2 separate regions of the Gasterosteus aculeatus genome follow, and region 1 is linked to region 2. Evidence: chromatin contacts called from public Hi-C data. All regions are on one chromosome and are shown on one strand. The core of a region is the stretch at or near the end of the contact, and the rest is flanking DNA. Distances in the headings are between cores, read along the strand shown. Region 1 overlaps cacna2d4a (calcium channel, voltage-dependent, alpha 2/delta subunit 4a). Region 2 holds the start of cpsf6 (cleavage and polyadenylation specific factor 6).

Region 1 (6,548 bases), core at 3,718-6,217, 36 kb after region 2:
GTGCGTGCGCACACGGCATCCTGCTGCTTTAGCCTTCATGGCTGCTGGCGTGCATGTGTGTGTACACAAGTGTGCACGTGAGTTTGTGTAGCCCCATGCAAAGACAGTTTGATTGGATTTTGTCAAAGAAGAAGGATTTATAAGTAGGACAAAATTGCTTTACTCCTTAAATGTAACAGTCTATTCTCACTCATTTCCTTCCCTCTACCCACAGGTGCTTCGCTGTAGCCTTTCGCGGTCGGCGCCCCAGTGGGGGCCGAAAGGCATGGCGGCTTGACCCCCCAACCCCCCTCCTCCCCCCGACCGCCGCCCGTCCCCCATAGCCCGGAAGGCTGCCGAGCTCTGTGTCATGCTCCCCCACACCCACCCCCCTGTGGGCATCGGCCTGCCCCTCCCCAGCTCTGCCACCCACCACCTGGCCAGACCTGGTAAGTCCACATAAGCGGATTGAAAAGATGAGAGGGATGAGAAGGCCAGTAAAGAGCGGCGACGGTGTTACTCCACTCTCCTCTGATTGATTCCCATCTTTTGTAGTCTTAACGGCACATGAAAGGGGGGAGGAGGGGGGAGGGGGGCAACTGTCTGTTGTGACAGCAGCTAATGTTAGCATGCCCCGGGCGGGCAGGCGCAAAGGGCGAGGGCATTGAGCACACTTAAGGCCACGTGCCAAGTCCCCCGGTGAAATGCCACATCACTGTGTGTATTATCACGGCAGTCTGTGGAATCCGAGCGGCGCAGGGAGAGGATGATGGGCGAGAGGCGTGCAGGTTATTTAACAGCCCTTTTCTTGTTTTCCTAACCATTTTACACTATTTGCCCTCCTACGTTTATCTCTTCTCGACCCTCATCTTTTTCTCACAATTCTCACCTCGCTTTTTCTTTCCGCCTTTCCTCTATTCCCCCCACTATTCCTGTCTCTTCCTTTCCTATACCCCGGATACGCTCGGTACAAAAATCTGTCGGAAGTCGGGTGGCATAGCAACAGATACGACAGCTGAGTGCATGTGTGTGTGTGTGTGTGTGTGTGTGGTGTGGATTAGACAATGGAGTGAATGGATCCGGCTCTCTGTGAGATTCCACACTTCCTCAGTTAATACGCAAACACGAATGCTCCTTTCTGCATTCTTTGTACATCTAATATGACACAAGCGTGCATACATGAACAAATGCTCTTTGCAGGAAAAGAAAAGAAAACATAGACCACAAAAACAGGGATCTTTGTCTTCATGTTGGGGAGGCATTGTTGCTCCAGAGGTGTCAACGGGCCAACGCGCCGTCGCAACCCACCGCGTCACACTGGAGACACTAAAAAGGGCTGTCAGACCCTCCACACTCGCACACGGCACCTACGTATACGCCGATGGACACACCGCCCTCTGGTTCTCTTGGTTCTCCCTCCATCTCTATCGCACCAACTCAGCTCGCTTCCTTTCTCTCTTAACTTGTCCTCAACCTTTCGTGCATCAGTGAGACTGCATTACCTCACTCAGTTTCCATCTCTCCGTTAATTTCATTACGTTTTGTTCACATAATTCTTGTATTAAGAGTATTGCTGAATCCTTTTCTCTTCCAGTCATTCAAAATGTTCCATCTCTTCCATGCAATTACGTTCTTGGCATGAATGTTAGGCTATATTGCCAAAACTGTCTCTTGCACTTAGTGGAATTCAATATTCTTTTTTGACACAAAATGTGCATAATCAATACTGCAGAATTTTGTCGCCACAAAGGTTTTCTCGTACTCTGTCCTTTGCTTTGTACTGTCCCTCTATTTGTCTCACTACTCCTAGCTCTCTGATCTCTGTTATTATTCCTCAAAGTCCTCACTAATACACACACTCGCACAGAAACGCATGAATCACTGCAAGATGCTTCGGAGTGGAGCGCAGAAGGCATTCCATCAAATCAAAACCAACGAATATGTCAGATTAATACAGTGCAGAGAATGAGTTCCAATCATCAAGGATGCATTTTCCTCTTATGAGGATGACGTTCATTTAGAATTTGACAGGCACAGGGAACACAAAAGGTGCTTTCCATTCAGTGTTGAAAAGAAAAAATCAAAGGTATCCTTTCATCATCAGTTCTCGGATTTTTTCTGTTTAAGCTGCGTGGGTCATATTTTCAACTAATGGTTGTAAAACTAAGATAAAACGCTGTGACCTACACGAGACAGAGGTGATAATGCCTTTCTGAAAGGTTGTGGAGGTTGCTTTGTGAATATATTAGAGTGTTCAAACCCAATGTGCCTCAGAGTAAAAAGAAAGAAAGTTCCAAATGATAAATACTGTGAATGTATTTCCATCAAAGGTTGTTGCATAATTATTACATTACATGTCATTTAGCTGACGCTTTTATCCAAAGCGACTTACAATAAGTGCATTTCAACCGTTAGGATACAAACTCAAAAGAACATAATGTATTGTTTGAAATACATTATTACTAGTGAAGTGATTTTCATATTAGTTGGTGGTTAATACCATCTACATGCTATTTTCTTTTCCTATTCACACATAAACACACTCTGTGGCACGTCTGGTCGCACTGTGCCTGCGTAGGTGTTTATGCACCTTGATGGACCCGCCAGATTAACTCACCGCATACTCAACAGGGTGACAGAGAGGAGGGAGGCTTTGTCTATCACTGCAGACCCTAACGCACTGACTGAGACCAAAACCCTCGAAGCGCAATAGAGCCATGATACTTAGCATTGCAACCTCTCGTACTCATTGCCCTGCAGTGACTGAGGTGATATAGCGTCACGCTTGTGAGCGAGTCAGAGTGGAGATACACGTTAGATTGGTCGGATGCATCAGCTGTGAGAAGGTACCAACCCAAAGTCATCACCGGGCGGTTAGTAGCTGGAGGAACTTTCTGCCCCTCTGGTCGTGGGTGTTGGCATGAAGCCACAGCAGTGTGACAAAGTGTGTGTGTGTGTGTGTGTGTCTGAATGTATGTGAAGCATTAGGCTTGGAGCGGAGCCTGATCCCTTAGTGATACATGAGACTCAGAGTTAAATAGAAACTGGAATGAAAGCTTGTTGGCAAACCACCCAAAGCATCTGGAAAATTCTACCGTGTAATCAATAGCCATTTTAATGTAATTGGAAGTTATTCGGAGAAGGCTCACGTTGATTCCCGAGTCAACCTCAAGGTTCCTCCCCTGAAGGACAACACGCAATTTTTAGTCTAATCATTCCCCACCATCTTTCTGTCCTCTGCTCTGCAACAGTTTATAGCATTGATCACACAACACAGTACCAACTAGTACCATCTACACGGGCCGCTGATGTCCTAGCGGTTTGTTTTAGGAGTTGACGTTTGTCGTGTGGATGCCAGCTCGGCTACCAGTTCGGCTACCAGCGTCATCTAGGAACCGGAAGATTTCTATGGCTGAGGCGACCTTGAACTAGCTCCAGCTGGACACAATGCCTGCAGAAAGCTGCGTGTCTGCAAGCAGGTGTATTTTGTCCTCCTCTTTGAACAAAGTTTAGTTCGGTACAGGTGCAACAGGAATTTGCCGGATGAAACACACACACACACACACACAGTACTGGCTTACTTTCAAAGGACATTGGGAGGGACGGATTTGGATAATCCTCTGTACCACAAACAGCACCACTCCACTTCAACACTTCCAATGCAGTATTACACAAGTCCAGCGTGGATCCAGCATGAGGCTGAAAAGATAACAGGGCTTATTTCTGATAAAGAAATAGCGCTTGACCCACCAGGTAATCAGAGAAAATGTCCTGGATAAGCAATTTGAGATGAGCTCGATTGGTAAACACTTCACAAGCCTTTGAAAAGGTCATCCAATTAACCAGATGAGGGTTATATCTATCCATCTATCTGTCTATCTATAGCACATCAAATGAAAATTGCTTAGATGTGTGTGTCCGTGCTCTTTGGACCAACGCCACCCGTCAATCCTTCCCTTCTCATGAACGAGTGGTCATGCATTAAGACTCGTCATCCAAGGCGAAATGTATTCTACTGCGGATGTGTGTCAAAAGCCAAGCATCCTTAATTTGCATCGAGCCTCCAACCGGGGCCCAGTCGGAGTGGACAGTAGAAAGCGATGTCGCGTCCATTAAAGATGTGACAAAGATGGTGGTGCAGTGAAAACATGGCGCTGAAACTGGCCTCGAAATTGTGCTTCACCCATAATTTGCTTTGCATCACTTGTTTCTCGTTTGTTTGTATCCCTTTATCTCCCCCTCTCTCTGTTTTACCCTGTCACTCCTGCTAATTAAAAGCCACTATCACAAAAGCAAATGTCTCTCCCGTGGGCCATGCTTTGTGTGTGTATGTGTTTGTTCGCGGGTGTGCGTGCAGTGTAGTCACAACAAATTGATACAGATGAGCATGAATTACAGAGGCAGCTCGGCCTACATCTTTACCCACTCGCCCCTCCAAGTAAAAATAATGATTCTGTCCCAGCGAGGCGAAATTCTTCAGGAGAGAAATGGATGAGGGGGACAGAGAGGGAGTAGGTGGGAGAGAAAAGGACACTGAGAGAGTTAAACAGAGGGGTGAAAAAGACAGAAAAGAGAGAGAAATACTGGAGGCTAAAAACAAGATTTGAAAGAACTACTAGAATCCCTCCTCTTCTCGTCACACTCCAGCAGGTGTGCAGCCTGCATCCCTGCACCCCGTTTGAGCGTGCGCGAGCGAGCGTCACTTTCTGTGTGTGACTAAGCGTTTAAGTGCCCGAGAGTCAGGCAGGTAACTTGCTCCTCTCTCTTCTTTTCCCCGTCGTCCGTATGCGCTCGGTTGCTGCGGTAACACAGCGTCACCGTGTCAACGTTGAAACAACTTGGTGACACTCCTGAGACAGTGATGTTATACGTGTGTGACTTTTGTGTATTCTTTCGTACGTCTTTGATAAAGCCCTAGACAGAACAGCGCTGCATTGAGTGGGACGATGGGCTGAATAGTGAAAGAAGGCATTCAAACACACACACACACACACACACACACACACTCAAGGGGAGCACACGCACACTCTGGCTGGCTAATTTCCATCCGCTAAACCAAGTGACGTCTCGATTTACAGATCAGACCTGCAACAGCCTCAGAAAAATGACCCCATTGAGGTGTGATTGAACCTCAGATGTGACAAGATGTCAGGCGTCTCATCGGACGAAAACAAAATGGATCCTCGCAGACAATATTTAACTTTAACATACAATGAAATACTAATTGTCATCATCGTAATGATAACAATAATATAATATAATATATATGCTGTCATCATTATACCATCGTTATTGGTGCGACTGACCTTGAGGAGGACCAATCGTTTGAATTATAACGCCCTTGATGCCCTTAAAATATGCTAAAAGTTGACTGAGTTGCTTGACTGAGTTGCTTGGCTGTTGATTGACGCTGCAGCTAAAGACTAAGTAGTGAAAAATCCTCATCACAATTTAAGTTGAGTGGTCTTTATCCACACGTAAGTTTAGGCGAGCCGGTGATTTATCTGACATCTATTGGAGTCGATTCCAAGCACTTTGGCTCAGACCTCTACGCAGAGGACGAGGCATCGAAGTGTGAACAAACACAGGCCGGCGATTCGGTTGCAGAGAGGACAGCTGGTCGCTCTGGTAATAAGAGAGCCCAGAGTCTGTCGCCTGCACGGAAAACAGCTTGGCCCCTGGTAACATGCGACTGTGCTCAGTAACCGAGGTGCCTGTGGAGATGACATCATCGCTGGGTCCAGTGTCACCCTGGGGCCGCTGCATATAAACTTACAGACAGCTGAGGCCCCGGAGGTGTTAAGCAGTGTTACCTAGGAGACGCTGTGAAACATCACAAACATTTACTGGAGTCATATGACTCTTTGTTTGTTTTTATATATGCGTGTGTGAATGTGACAACCAGTAAAAAGAACATTTTTTTAAGATTATGATCCTGCAAATGTGTACAAAGAGAAATTAAACAGGCAGAAAGTTTCAAAGGGATCACCTCTGACCTGTGCCTATATGAAAAAGAGAACTTTTAAAAGGGTGGAACGATCTTCGTATTTGGCAATCACAGAAAATGAACCTTAAAGAAAAGCCGCAATCATTATATTCATATGGGATGAAGACAAAAAAATTGCCTTAACCTTCTGCAATGTAATTCCAAAACAAATGCCGATCAGTGTTTCTGGTGGAGGGGGACATTTCCCACAACTGTCTGTCAGACAGAGACCGCTGTCAGAGTTGCCTCGGCACCCTTGCTTCAATCAAACAGGGAGATGGTGTTGCATTTTAATGCCCCGCCTCAGTTTGTTTCCCATCCCTGCCTGATTACATTTGCCTCCAAAAAAAGTCAGCACTTTTGTGGAATGTGTTTGGGCCTTCTTAGAAAATATCCAGTCGGAAGTCTAAATTAATACGCAGAGAGCCCCTCAAACTTATCTGGACAGAACCCCCCCCCCCCCCTCTATCTTCCTCCGACTGTGGCCAAATGTCTTCCTTCGTCTTCAGGCTGTGTGCAGCATAACAGCATGAGGACAGAGAGCAACTCAAATGAACCAAAACGAGGGAAGCAAAAAAGATAT
Region 2 (5,980 bases), core at 2,458-4,957:
TCTGTCTTACTATATGTGTAACACAGCTAATCCGAGATTGAAAAGGAATTTAAGTCTGGTAGCTTGCCGAGTAAAGCTGTGAGCAAGCTGCTTCTCAAGCAATGGTGTTGATAGATGCCAGTGAGCAGAAAATTGCAGCCAGGAAAGTCATATTTGTTCAAAAGTAGGTGCACAGACAACGAAAGAACAAACCAGACGGGGAGGGAAACGTGCAATGACAAATTCCTGCCAGGGGAGATTTAATGGTTCAAAGATTTCTCCCAAGAAACACACACACGACAATGGACGAGCTTTGGTTGCATGCGGTCCGGGAGTAGTAGAAAAGAGTTTCTGTGTTTACAAAGCAGCACTGCCAGACAGAGCAGTATTCTTCTAATTAGGTAAATTTACTTGTTACACTATGGTGATTATTTTAATGTATTGCACCGCTATATAATAAAAATGTCATTATCTAAAGAGTGGACAGAGTAAGACCACCTTTAGCAGCGTTTGCAGTGAGCTAACTATGTGATCCCCAATACATCTACGCATGAACTGGAAATGAATTGCATCCGTTTCAGCAAGATAATTCAGCTGGATCACCTTTAGAGACACGATAACACACACATTTTCTATTACGAACTCACTGTGTTTGGTAGAACAAGACTACTCTATTTATATATACACCTTCTACACTACTATAATTGATTTAAGTAAAGCCCCAAAAACATTTGATATTAATTAAATAATATAGTTTAAAATAAGACAGGCTCTAGCATAAACTGTTGATAATTTACGATCAATAAACCTTTCATTTGATGTCTGCCTTAAATATGAATAGATATAAATAAAACAAATATATATAAAAAATATATATATATTATTTTTCAACAAAGTGAACGAGGGCAGATTTGTCCCTACCATACCACACTGGCATAAACACTCGTTACCAAACTAACCAGGGAAGTGGGGCGGCGGCCCTCCAGGCCCAACGGGACCAGGGAAGCGCTCTCCACCAGGGCCGGGTGGTCCAGGGAACCTGCCCCTGCCTCGACCCATGGGGAATCCCCCCCGAAGGCCAGCCCCAGGGGGCCCAGCTTTACCTTCCCCAGACATCTGGCCTGACTGGGTACCTGAGAAAGATGAGGAAAAAATAGCTCAGCTTTCCAGATAAGATGGAACAAATGCATCAGTGTTGAACAAGAAGACATCCATGACAATTTCCTTGTATGTCCAGCGTACCGGGGAAATAAAGGTTTCTTCTAATTTGCAATAAGGGAACTCATTCATATGCACAGGAACTAAATTTAATCAATTTTCATTTTGATGCGGTGCAATTGCATTTAGTGGACAAACTGATGTGTAAAAACATTTGCAAATATATTTGACATGACCTCTTCAAATCAGCCAGGTAACAAGCATGCAAGTTCAATTACAAACTATTGAGTGCTTTTAAAATATGCAGATCCAAAATGTGTATTTATCCCACTTACTTTTGCGTGACTGCATCTCAAACTGGCTGAGAGACTGTTTGTTGCACGCTGTGACAATGGGATTCTGACCATGGAGCTCCCGCTTTGACAGCAACTCCATTAATTTCCTAGATGACGCCTCGGACCCCACACACACCAGCGCAAACCTGTAAAATGAATGCAGAGAACATACACAAATAATTGAACATTGTTTTTGTAGAGGGAATGATCTACAACAGGTTAGGATTTAGTTTAATCATGTCAAAAAACGGATTAAACCTCCCACCCTTTCGACTGGCCATTGGCTCTGTTTTCAAAGAATTTGATCTCCAGCACATCGGAGATGCCCACCGACCGGATTGCTTCGGTCAGGTCCTCGTCTGTCGTCCACTGCATAACAGAAGAATGCATCATCAGAAGTACATTCGTACGGACTTGCTTAATTTGATATTTGTTACACAAAAGTTGCATAACTCGGAATATCATTGTTTACAGGACTGTCCTAAATGTCTTTAAATTTAAAGAAAATTGTGCTATAGAATGCCTGAGCCAAATTCTCAAGATACCAACCCATGTGAGGTTCCCTATGTACAGGGCAATCCTTTTGCCTGTGTAGGTGTAGACAACGTTAGGTTGGGAACTCTTCCCTCCATCGGAGCCCCCTGCAGTAGGCAGCGTGTCCAGGTAGTCGCGGTCTTCTGGAGCATCGCCATTGTTGGCTGATGGGGATATTACATCATCGTAAAGGTCGATCTGTTCATGGACCGCATAGTCCGATTCCTGTTGAGCATCACGGAAATAATTTAGTGTGAAACTTTTTTAAACAACTATTATAGAATTGGCAAAAGCAAATCACTTTGGAGCTGCAAGATTCTTTTGCGGAAGCATTCGTTGGTCTGCTTGCTTCCTTAGACATTGCATTGAATCTCAAAAGTTAGGTGCATTTATAAATTTGCCCCGACTGTGAGCAGATTTCTCTACTTTTAAACGTTACATGATTGCTTGTGGTACAGAAAATCCAGATGATGATTTCTCTCAAGGACAATATCAACCCAGATGGAGAAATAGTGATTATTTTTCCACCTTTATTCACTGGGTTTGACAAGTTCAACAATGCAAAATATAATTGCAGCATAATATAGTTAGACGAGTGTAAATCTCACAATAACTTGAAGGGGGGTTTACTGTTTAGACAAACAAATGAAATGATAAACGTTATAACAAATACTTGTTTAGATCGTGTGGTCACATTACAGTAAATCCACAAGACGTCTTACCTAAACCTAAACTAACGTTACCAAAACTAAGAAAACAATACGTTGCCTCTAAATAGTCAAACAACAAATGGTCTGCACCCGAGATTTTTGTAAATATAGCTACGTCGTGTTATTAGTAAAAGGGGCGTGTGTGGAGGAAGAAAAACAAACTCTGCAGACTCATAACGTTACATGCTAAAGTCGCATTAAGCTAACAATCCGTAATGTACGGTTAGCATGGGTTAAAATACGTCTCCAAGTCGTACAATGGAAGTTCCATAGCCAACCATATTAGAGTTAGTTGTAATTAAGAGTTTTATTGAACTTAAAACACAAACGACTAGAAAATAAACTTATAAACGATGGTTAGCTGGCGTTTGTAAGAGGAAGGCAGCTAACACCAGCTAGCTACCGTAACTAACGTCAGGTTTGTTGTGCTCGATAGCCCGCCACGGGCAAGCGATGCAAAAGGCCTGAAACCCGCATAGCCAAACAACAACAAAAAATGGTTGAGTTTTGCTTCCACCGAAACAAATGTTTCAATTTGCGCCGTGCATGCAAACTACCACTTCGCACAATACGGCGCCCTAAACGTCGACCGAGCGGCACATTTCGAGCCGGGTAAAATATAACCGAGGATGCAGGCTGGCATCATGGTGAAACGGGCCTGCGAGCGAGGGAAAGTCCTTTTTCCTCTCAGCGGGACACACCGCTCTCCGAAAAACACGAGCAACGACGGAAAACAGAAACAAACATAAAAACATAAAAACGCCAGTCGTCGACGTGTGGTGAATAAGTGTTTATTACCTGGTTGAATTCCTCCTCTACGTCGGCGTAGATATCGATGTGATCCACACCGTCCGCCATTTTCCTCCGACCCGTCGCTCTCTCCGCCCGGCGGTGCAGAGCGACGCTGAGCCGCAAAACAATGAGACGGCGAGCGGCACCAACAGCGCCTCTGCTGGTCGATACGAGGAGGCCAAAACGTGCCAATAGGAAATAGCGAGACCCCCCCTAAAAAAAATACATTTATATATATAAATATAATTTAGTTTTTCGTATTATTTTTATTTACCTCATACCTCAACATTTGTTTTTCATGAAGTAAACTTGAATTTCCTTTTTGACTTGACCACGTAATCCTTTTCTAAATCGTGCCTATCAATCCCATAACATTGATGCATTTGTCTATTTTGCACGTGCATTGTTTCTGACTTCCTGTCAAGATGAAAGGAAACACCTTTGAATGCAGAAATCTGAGAGTGTAGGCTAAGATACAGGATGCTGCTCCAGATGAGTCATTTGTCATTTGCAGTCTGTGGTAGCATCTGGAAATTAAAAATAAAACCTGATGTATAAATACAGTAGGAGTACATTGCTAGTCATAATTCCAGTGGAAGGAAATACAGTTAAGACAAGTGACCGCCACGCAACATATACTTTTTCCATGAAGCATTGCACAACATCCATTCGTCTTGGACCACTTATCCGGGGTCGGGTCGCGAGGGCAACAGCTCCAACAGGGGACCCCAAACTTCCCTTTACCGGGGCCACATGTACCACATCTCTGACTGGGGGATCCTAAGGCGTTCTCAGGCCAGTGTAGAGATATCATTTCTCCACCTGGTCTTCCCCGGGGGCCTCTTCCCAGCTGGCCGTGCCTGGAACACCTCCCTATGGAGGCACCCAGGAGGCATCCTTAAACCTCTCCACCACCACAACGGCATCCCATAAAGATGTTTTGCAGTTGCAGATAGGATTTCTTATCTTTGCATTATTCCTGTCACAATACCAATACATCCAAGCACCTTTTACAAGGCGCACATTCAATTCTTAATTGAATTCTACAAAGGTTTAATTATTGAAAAATGTCTGGTGTTTAGTGTAATTGACTGATGTTCTTTGGATTGAGATTCTTTCTTTCTAGAATAAAGCTTTGAGAATCCTCTTGATTCAGGATATAAATTATGCTGTACATCTCATTTGAGTTTTGGTGTAATTCCTTGACTGATTCTCTGTTTTAGTCTTTACTAATGTGTGCAATGAAATGAATCCTTGACAAACAACAGAATACTCACTGACAACAAATACAGTACAAAATCCATGTAGATCATTTAATTTAGTTGATCAAATCCAGACTTCAGTCAGCAAACATACATATAACTTGGTCACATGTTAACCGTACAATATACAGGATATTGTACAGTGAAAATAATGAATAAATACGAGACAAAGTATTAAAATTATCCAGATAATCTCAGCAAAACACAACATCCTGTAATGATGCACACTGACAAACATTATGTATCTGAGTCTTTGACATAAACAGGCAATTTTGTCATCATAGGCTTAACGTAAAGACATGCTTTGCAAGATGATTCAGAAATATTTAAAAAGCCAAAGGGACACTCACAACCCAAAACACAATGAAATGCTTATGTTCAAAATATGAAAAACAAACAATACAAAAATACCCCATTCAATCAGATTTACACTGTTAATTTACATGGCAATTATGGGACCTCTTTCCACACAGCAATCTTGTGTCACCGCCATAAAAATGATTTTCAGGAAAAAACGTTTTGGCACTGCGACTTTTTGCGGGAATTGTATTTGTACTTGCTTTTCTTTGAAACTATGTAATTGCGTTATTATAAATCAACAAAAAACTATTTTAACCAACCTGGTCGGATCAACCTTCATGTGTTATCCAATTTGATTGTAGACCTACATTCTGTTTCCACAGTGTTGTCCAGCCAAGCATGACAACATACAGAACATACAGACACACAGAAAGACACAGCTGATAAAGACAGAAAGGCAGACTTAAAAATAAAAGAAATGTCACAAAAACAACATGCCTGGATGCAATCCAAGTAAAAAATAAGATGGTGAAGGGGCTTTCCATTCCGATTTTATAATTATCATTTGTATCAACTCCAGTTCTTTCTTGGTACCGAGCCATCACCCCCTTGAGATTTCCAGAAGAGTTACAGAAACTGATATTGCAAACACCCTTGTAAAACACAAACTTTCAGCAGCAAAACTGGTGTTACACCACAATGTTTACCATATGTTGCCGCAGCCCTTCTCTTATTTAATGGCTAGAAATGCGTTTTCGATAGGTAGACGTAGCACTCAGGGTGACAAGAGTGTTACATGCTTGCAGCTGCATATATAATATGCATGTGTGTGTTTGCAATTTCAAGTTCTGTGGGATTTGGGAAATGAGAAACCCCCCGTCCCCCCCCCATCATGGGTCCATCCGTGGAG

Evidence for each region. Hi-C and Micro-C count contacts between places; a contact is called where the count stands out from the background.
Region 1: a contact with region 2 is called in a Hi-C map of skeletal muscle, with 4 times the contacts expected there. The contact joins the enhancer-like site here to the promoter of cpsf6 in region 2. A contact is called at or near these places in 2 of 6 Hi-C or Micro-C datasets (both in skeletal muscle).

The regions. Positions count from the first base shown.
Region 1 is chr4:30,496,469-30,503,016 of fGasAcu3.hap1.1, forward strand. All of the region lies in intron 27 of cacna2d4a (calcium channel, voltage-dependent, alpha 2/delta subunit 4a), which reads right to left. lrtm2a (leucine rich repeat transmembrane protein 2a) reads left to right here. Exons shown (of 7, transcript XM_040175366.2): 2 at 215-428. The coding sequence starts at 350. Among protein-coding and RNA genes, the nearest start is that of lrtm2a, 9.5 kb to the left of the region's middle. Within about 2 kb of position 4,968, at least 2 of the 9 cell types and tissues checked have open chromatin away from gene starts, as enhancers often do.
Region 2 is chr4:30,461,786-30,467,765 of fGasAcu3.hap1.1, forward strand. It overlaps cpsf6 (cleavage and polyadenylation specific factor 6), which reads right to left and starts at 3,708. Exons shown (of 11, transcript XM_040175016.2): 1 at 3,515-3,708; 2 at 2,022-2,231; 3 at 1,738-1,841; 4 at 1,473-1,618; 5 at 939-1,112. The coding sequence starts at 3,574. cacna2d4a (calcium channel, voltage-dependent, alpha 2/delta subunit 4a) reads right to left here. Exons shown (of 39, transcript XM_078100295.1): 39 at 4,796-5,980.